Linked DNA regions of Sus scrofa: region 2 is linked to region 1. Evidence: chromatin contacts called from public HiChIP or PLAC-seq data. All regions are on one chromosome and are shown on one strand. The core of a region is the stretch at or near the end of the contact, and the rest is flanking DNA. Distances in the headings are between cores, read along the strand shown.

What was found. HiChIP or PLAC-seq counts read pairs in DNA pulled down with a chosen protein or histone mark.
Region 2: an H3K27ac HiChIP or PLAC-seq map of alveolar macrophages shows a contact between it and region 1. The contact joins two enhancer-like sites. A contact is called at or near these places in 2 of 5 promoter capture datasets (fetal liver and liver), 17 of 47 Hi-C or Micro-C datasets (adipocytes, alveolar macrophages, embryonic fibroblasts and 11 more) and 2 of 2 datasets of contacts at active chromatin or transcription factors (alveolar macrophages and skeletal muscle).

The regions. Positions count from the first base shown.
Region 1 is chr16:43,403,673-43,406,660 of Sscrofa11.1, reverse strand. The region is part of intron 10 of CWC27 (CWC27 spliceosome associated protein homolog); the gene reads right to left. Among named protein-coding and RNA genes, the nearest start is that of CWC27, 59 kb to the right of the region's middle. Within about 2 kb of position 1,515, at least 3 of the 83 cell types and tissues checked have an H3K27ac peak or open chromatin away from gene starts, as enhancers often do. A contact at or near this core is called in alveolar macrophages, where this site is marked.
Region 2 is chr16:44,018,290-44,021,689 of Sscrofa11.1, reverse strand. The region is part of intron 10 of CENPK (centromere protein K); the gene reads left to right. Among named protein-coding and RNA genes, the nearest start is that of ADAMTS6, 9.2 kb to the right of the region's middle. Within about 2 kb of position 1,964, at least 73 of the 83 cell types and tissues checked have an H3K27ac peak or open chromatin away from gene starts, as enhancers often do. A contact at or near this core is called in alveolar macrophages, where this site is marked.

The DNA of each region.
Region 1 (2,988 bases), core at 266-2,765:
CCAAGAGAGGGAGGTGGGAGGTGGGAGGTGGGAGAATCAGGATGTTTATGAAGAACAGAAGGGACTAATTTTCTTTCTAGGTAGGCTTGGCTTGTCTCTCCACAGTGTCCTTGCAGAGTGGGTTCATCTCTTCTACTTTATTAGTTTCTCTCCCCTTACATGCTTAACAATTAATGTTCATTATCTGACAAATTAATTTTTCATTTTATTTAAAAATATGCTGTGGTTAGGAGTACCAGAAGGTGAGCTCTCCTATGGTTGTTAAAGGGAGGGATCCTGCTGTGTAGCATTGGAAACTATATCTAGTCACTTATGATGGAGCATGATAGTGATGGAGCATGACAATGTGAGGAAAAAAATCTATACATGTATGTGTAACTGGGTCACCCTGCTGTACACTAGAAAATTGACAGAACACTGTAAACCAGCTATAATGAAAAAAAAAAAGAAAAAACACTATAAAATAAAAAAAAATAAAAATAAAGAGAGGGTTGAATTACGTGGTAGCAAAGGCACTTTAAACTCTATAGGCCATCAGTGGCATCAGGTCTTAAAAGTAGTTCCATGTACCTTATTTCATCTGACCTGCCCACAATCCTATTGAGATAGGAAGGGCAAGTATTAATCACATCTTACAGATGAGAACAATTCAGAAATGTTGACTTGTTCAGATCTTATTTATTTATTTTTGCTTTTTAGGGCCGCACCTGCAACATATGGAAGTTCCCAGGCTAGAGGTCGAATAGGAGCTACAGCTGCCAGCCTGACAGCCTGTGCCACAGCCACAGCAATGCTGGATCCAAGCTGAGTCTGCAAACTATACCACAGTAATGCTGGATCCTTAACTCACTGAACAAGGCCAAGGATGGAACCTGCATCCTCATGGATGCTAGTCGGGTTCGCTTCCACTGCACCACAAGGGGAAACTCCAGATCTCATTTAGAGTAAATGATGCTAGGATCACAGTCTTAGTCTTTATGGATTGCAGCTGTCATGACATTTGAGAACATTCACTACACAAATACAATGTTTAGCATAGCGCTTGAAATAAAATTTGTTTTCACCTTGCCATTAGGCAGATTCATTCCTCTCCTTTAAACTAACACCTCATTTAGCATAGGGACTTGGTATTCATTTTCAAGTTAAAAAAGTAAAATAAACAGAACTACCTGCTATAGTAATCTCACCAAACCCTCCTACTTGCAATGCTCCTTTCCAAAAATACAGAAATCCAGTATTCACCCGACTGTGAATCTTTCAAATTGATTTACTCTAGTTAAAAAAAGAAGTTGATCTATGTTTATCTGAACACCTGAATTAATACATAAATCAAGCAAAATGAGTTATATTTGCACTTTACTATTCTGAAAGCTATCTCATGATCTGGTCCCAATCTATCTTTCCAGCTTTATTTCCAACTATATCCTTTCTTCCAGTCACAACAGATTGTTCGTCAAATACACTCTGTACTTTTCTCAGTTTCCTCTGCTGGAAATTCCCCTTCCCACCCATTTCCTCTTATTCAAACTACTTCTTCTTCAAGGACTGGTCTTAATGCTATCTACTGTGCATACATGCAGACTTCCTGATATCTAAGGTCAAAATTAATCTCTCCCTCCTCCATGAAGCTACTGTAGTTTCTCTGAACCTCTGTTTTGCATAGAGTTCATTGTGGTCTATAGTTCAAGGCAATATATCTGGCTCAGCTGAGAGCTTTTTTGTGCCAAAAGAGGATCTTTCCTTATCTTTATATCTATGTGCATATCGTAGATGTTTGAAAAGTGTTTACTGAGTGCAAATAACATAGCAAACAGAACAACGTCTAATTCAGGTTTTCATCATATCTTATCTAGACTTGGACTAATAAAGCAGCCTCCTGGTAGGTTTCTGCAACCTCAAATTTTGGCTCTTTCCTGTTTATTTTTCATACTACTACTACAGTGATCTCTCTGTAACAAAAACCTGGTCATGTCACTTTCCAGTTTTACTTTATATTGTTCCCCACCATCTCAAGGAGAGTCCAGTTTCTAAGTATACCTAGCCCATCTTGATCTGGTCTCAGTCTACGTGTCTAATACTTGGTACCATTAACTCAGACAGATAGACATGCATGTTTTCACCCAAGTTCCCACAGTTTTCACAATATCAAACTCCTACCCACCCACTTGCATATACTCAGTCCACCATTCTAACAGCTCATCCTTTATGCCTCATCTCAGGGGAGGTATAATAGGGCAGTTGAGTCAAACATATCTGTATTTAAATCCTAAGTTGTCCATTACTTGGACCGTGATCCTGAATAAGTTAAACTTTGCAAATACAGCTGAGAGAATATTAGAAAGCTCTCTGGCTTCACCATTCTTTCCCTACACTCTGCAATACACTCTGCTCCAATGCTTAGGTGAGCAATTTCAACACTGCGTAAAATACAAACCTAGGAGCCAGAATCTAAGCCCTAGGTTCCTTGTCAGTTGAAGTAACTAATTAAAATTCCAGATTTAAAGGCAAATAAGCTGTAATCTTTGTTTTCTTCTAGCTCCTTATACACTTTACACTAAAATGTGAAATAACAATACACAGAAAATTAAAATTTTTTTTTTGCTTATAATAGTGATCCATCTCAGCAAGAATGCACATATAGTATATTTTCAAATATTGTTTTCCTCATATATCTTTGTCTTTTGTTCATTTCTTTAATTGTTTTTCTTATTGTTGACTTGTTTTTGCTTTTTAGGGCCACACCTGCAGCATATCGAAGTTCCCAGGCTAGGGGTCCAATCGGAGCTATAGGTGCTGGCCTACGCCACAGCTGTAGCAACCCCAGATCTGAGGTGCATCTGCGACCTATACCACAGCTCATGGCAACATCGGATCCTTAACCACTGAGTGAGGCCAGGGATCTAAACTCATGAATCCTAGTCAGGTTTGTTAACCACTGAGCCATCTATTTTTTTTTTTTTCTCTTTAAGATCTAATAGGTATGTAATT
Region 2 (3,400 bases), core at 715-3,214, 610 kb before region 1:
AGAAATTTTTCATTACTCTGTTTAGACACAGGATGGCACTCTTTGAATATGTAATTAACCAAAGTCCACTTCTCATTGAATTAGTTCCTTTCCTTTACAATGCTGATACTTCTTAAGGCAGTTTAGCTTAGTTGAGAATAAAATCTTTTCAGTTAGCTTATATAGATGATTACTACTCACACCTTAACTTTAGTTTTTTCTGCTGGCTGTGTTTATCTACTACCAGTTTTTGAAAAATTACAGATAATGTTTAATAGCTATTTAAAGTGTGGTTTGATGCAAAACCAGCTCTGTACCCACTCTTAGCCATTTTGGGTATTTAATGCAAATATATACATCTATATATCTTCATATGAATCATTTTTATTTAAAACTGTCAGTTCCAACCACAGGACATATTTCTATGTTTTAAATGGCTTTAAGCCATGTACTACTTACTAATATAGGTCAAGATGAGGACTATTGACTGTGGACAGCCTTTAAAGAAGAATGGAAATAACTGTATTCTTGGATGTTCTAAGTCTGATTCTTGCCTTCTTTTAGCCAACTATTCATGTATTCACCAGAAGAATTACACCTACTACCTCCGGTGTAGGAAGGGAAAAAAAATGTCAAATGAGCAATAACGTTAACAGAAGGATGAAACTTAAGAGCTGATACTCAGAAAGGCTCCCCTCCCCATCCCCTTCCCTCCCGTCCAATTCCCCTTTCTGGTTCTGGCCATCGGAAATTGACTTGGCCTTAACTGTGAACTGGAATTTCAAGGCGTCAATTCCCGTCCCCCCTCCCCCCTCCCGGCCGCCCCCCTTCGGAAACTCTTAAACCTCTCCCTACCCTACTCTCAACCATAGAGATAGATAAATGATGCAGCAGATTACACCGCTGAAAGGCGACATTTGTCCTGAGCTATTTTCACATTTTTTCCTGTTTCCGATTTGTGTGCCAGACTTTGTTTGCTTGCTTAGGACATGGAAAACAGATTTGGGCATTTCCCCCACAGTTTAATTCCAGTGGCTTTCTCACAGCAAATGAAAGTGAAAGTGCTACGTTGTAGCCGTGTTTTATCCTTAAAGTATGGACTGGCAGCTGGTGTGTAAGTAGTTGAGGGGGAGGGGGTTGGACTGGGAAGCTTGAAGAACCAGTTTTGAGGTTTTGTTTGTTTATCTTGAGATCGCAGCAGGGTTCCTGCTCCTCTCCCCCTTTGGGGGTCTGCCTTCGGATTTATTTTCGTTTGGGCAGTCATTGAGGTTTCATTCAATGTACTGTCTTAAAAAAATACACTCCACTTGTAGCTTCCCCCGGTTGCACTTTAAAACACCATCCAGTCTCATTCTCATCTGGAAATAATGCAAGCTTTTCTCTCTTCCCCGGCTCCCTCTCCTCCCCCACTCCCCCCCCCCCCTTTTTTTTTAAAGCCCCACATAACCTTAAGTCAGTAATCAGATGGAAAATGTGCTGGTCTCAGTTTATTTTAGTCTACTCTCCCTTTTGCTGGCAATATTACTCATTGAGGTATATTAAAAAAACAAAAAACAACCCCCCCCCCAAACACAGGCATTTTTTGCATGTGTAGCTACCGAGACTTGAATCTTCCATTGAAGTTTGCTATAGTTTCCTCAAAGACAGTGTTTATGTGCAACTTTTAACATTATTGTTGTGTGGACTTTAAAAAAAATACACGGAGAGGGGCACCGGAGATCTCAGTAGTGACATTAGTTCTAAAGCCATTCATCCTTCCTCCTCCTTCCCAAGAAACAACTAATCACAAACCAGGCTAGACTTTCTAAAGAGGTTAGAGGAGGAGGAGGAAAACTGGAGGAGTGGGTAAGGGCACTGAGGTTAGAAGGGCCAGAATTTCTCTCATTCACAGGGTGGAAAAGTTGACATTGTCTAAGCCCTTCTGAATGGCTGGTAGTTGGTTACCCTGATTGTACCTCTACCTCCCCTCCCCCTCCACGTGACGGCCCAGGACACATGCGCACCCGACGCAGCCCGGCACATCTGCAGACTGACGTCAGTGTGCTCTGCCTCCGAGGAAAAGCTGCCAAAATTTTCTCCTGCTGCAATTCAAGTTGGCTGGGGGCCGGTAGTGAGATCTAGGGCTACTTCAACAAAACTTTGCTGCCCTTCCTGCTCCTCTTGTCTTCTTTTCTCCTGATACCTTTTGATGCTCTTCACATGTTATTTGCATAGCAAAGGCACTAAGCTGTCCAGGAAGAGGGCACCACTTCCACCCCCAATAAGTCTTTTTTTCCCTTCCTTCCTTTCTTTTTTTTCTTTCCTTTTTTTTTTTTTTTTTTTTTTTTTGGAGGGGGGGAGTTGCGGGAGAGAAAGTGGGTTTGTAAAGACAGCATCTCAGGATGATAGCCTGGATGTATTGAAGGCATCTCTTTTTCTGCCAAGTCGGAAAGTCCGTTCTCTAAAGCCCGGGTTAGCCAGACTATAGGGTTTTATTCTGGCTGCAGAATAACTAACTGACTGCTGTGGCTTTGCAAAGGGGGGCAGAAAAAAAAGTTAAGAGAGGAGAGGGAGTACGTGAGTCGTCCAGTGCAATCTCTATTGTTTGAAACTTACTTTTTATCAGAATTTGAAGATGAAAACGGTAAGGAAGACTTCACAATATTCAATGAAACCTTTTTTTTTTTTTAAATTAAAACTTGTGCTTTGCTTGTCTTCCGAATAACGCGTAGAAAACTTTTTTTTCTGTGTGTGGTGTTTTTTTTTTTTTTTTTTTTTTTTTCTTTTTTTTTAAATGGCAATGAGTGAGCTTGACTGAACTCATTTTACAGATAGAAATCTTTTAACTCCAGACTAGTCGGGGGTTGGAGAATTGTGGGTCTTGCAAATATTTTATGATGCAAAAATATATACGTTTATTATACGAATATAGACATGTTTTGTGAAATATGACTTATGATTTTTTGTGGTCTTTAGTCACCAGATAGTAATCGGGAAAGTAGTAATGGTGTTATCTTTCTAACTGATTTCTAGTTTTCTTAAAGAAAAACCTGCATTTTATAGTTTAAAGTCAGTCTCTTAAGTAGTCAGACAAGTGCATATTTTATGCCTTGGCTCAGAGGGCAGAATTAATGTACTAGCTATAGTCCTGATGCTCTAGGATATGTTAAGCTCTTAATAGGCTAATCAAAGAGATGGAAACGTGTGTTTTTGATTTACTCTTGGCCACTTGGGACTTGCTAGACTCATAACCCTTTGGAGCCTTGAACATTAGGATATGTCTGTATATATGCTATATGTGATCAAAATTCAGAGACTGAGGGGAAGGTTGTGCTGCTGGAGGGGTTATTGGAAACCTGTCTTCTGATAACGTGTGTACTACAATTCCTGTCTTTGGTAATTTCTTTACTTGTACTGGAGGCAAAGAGAGTGAGAGAGTGAG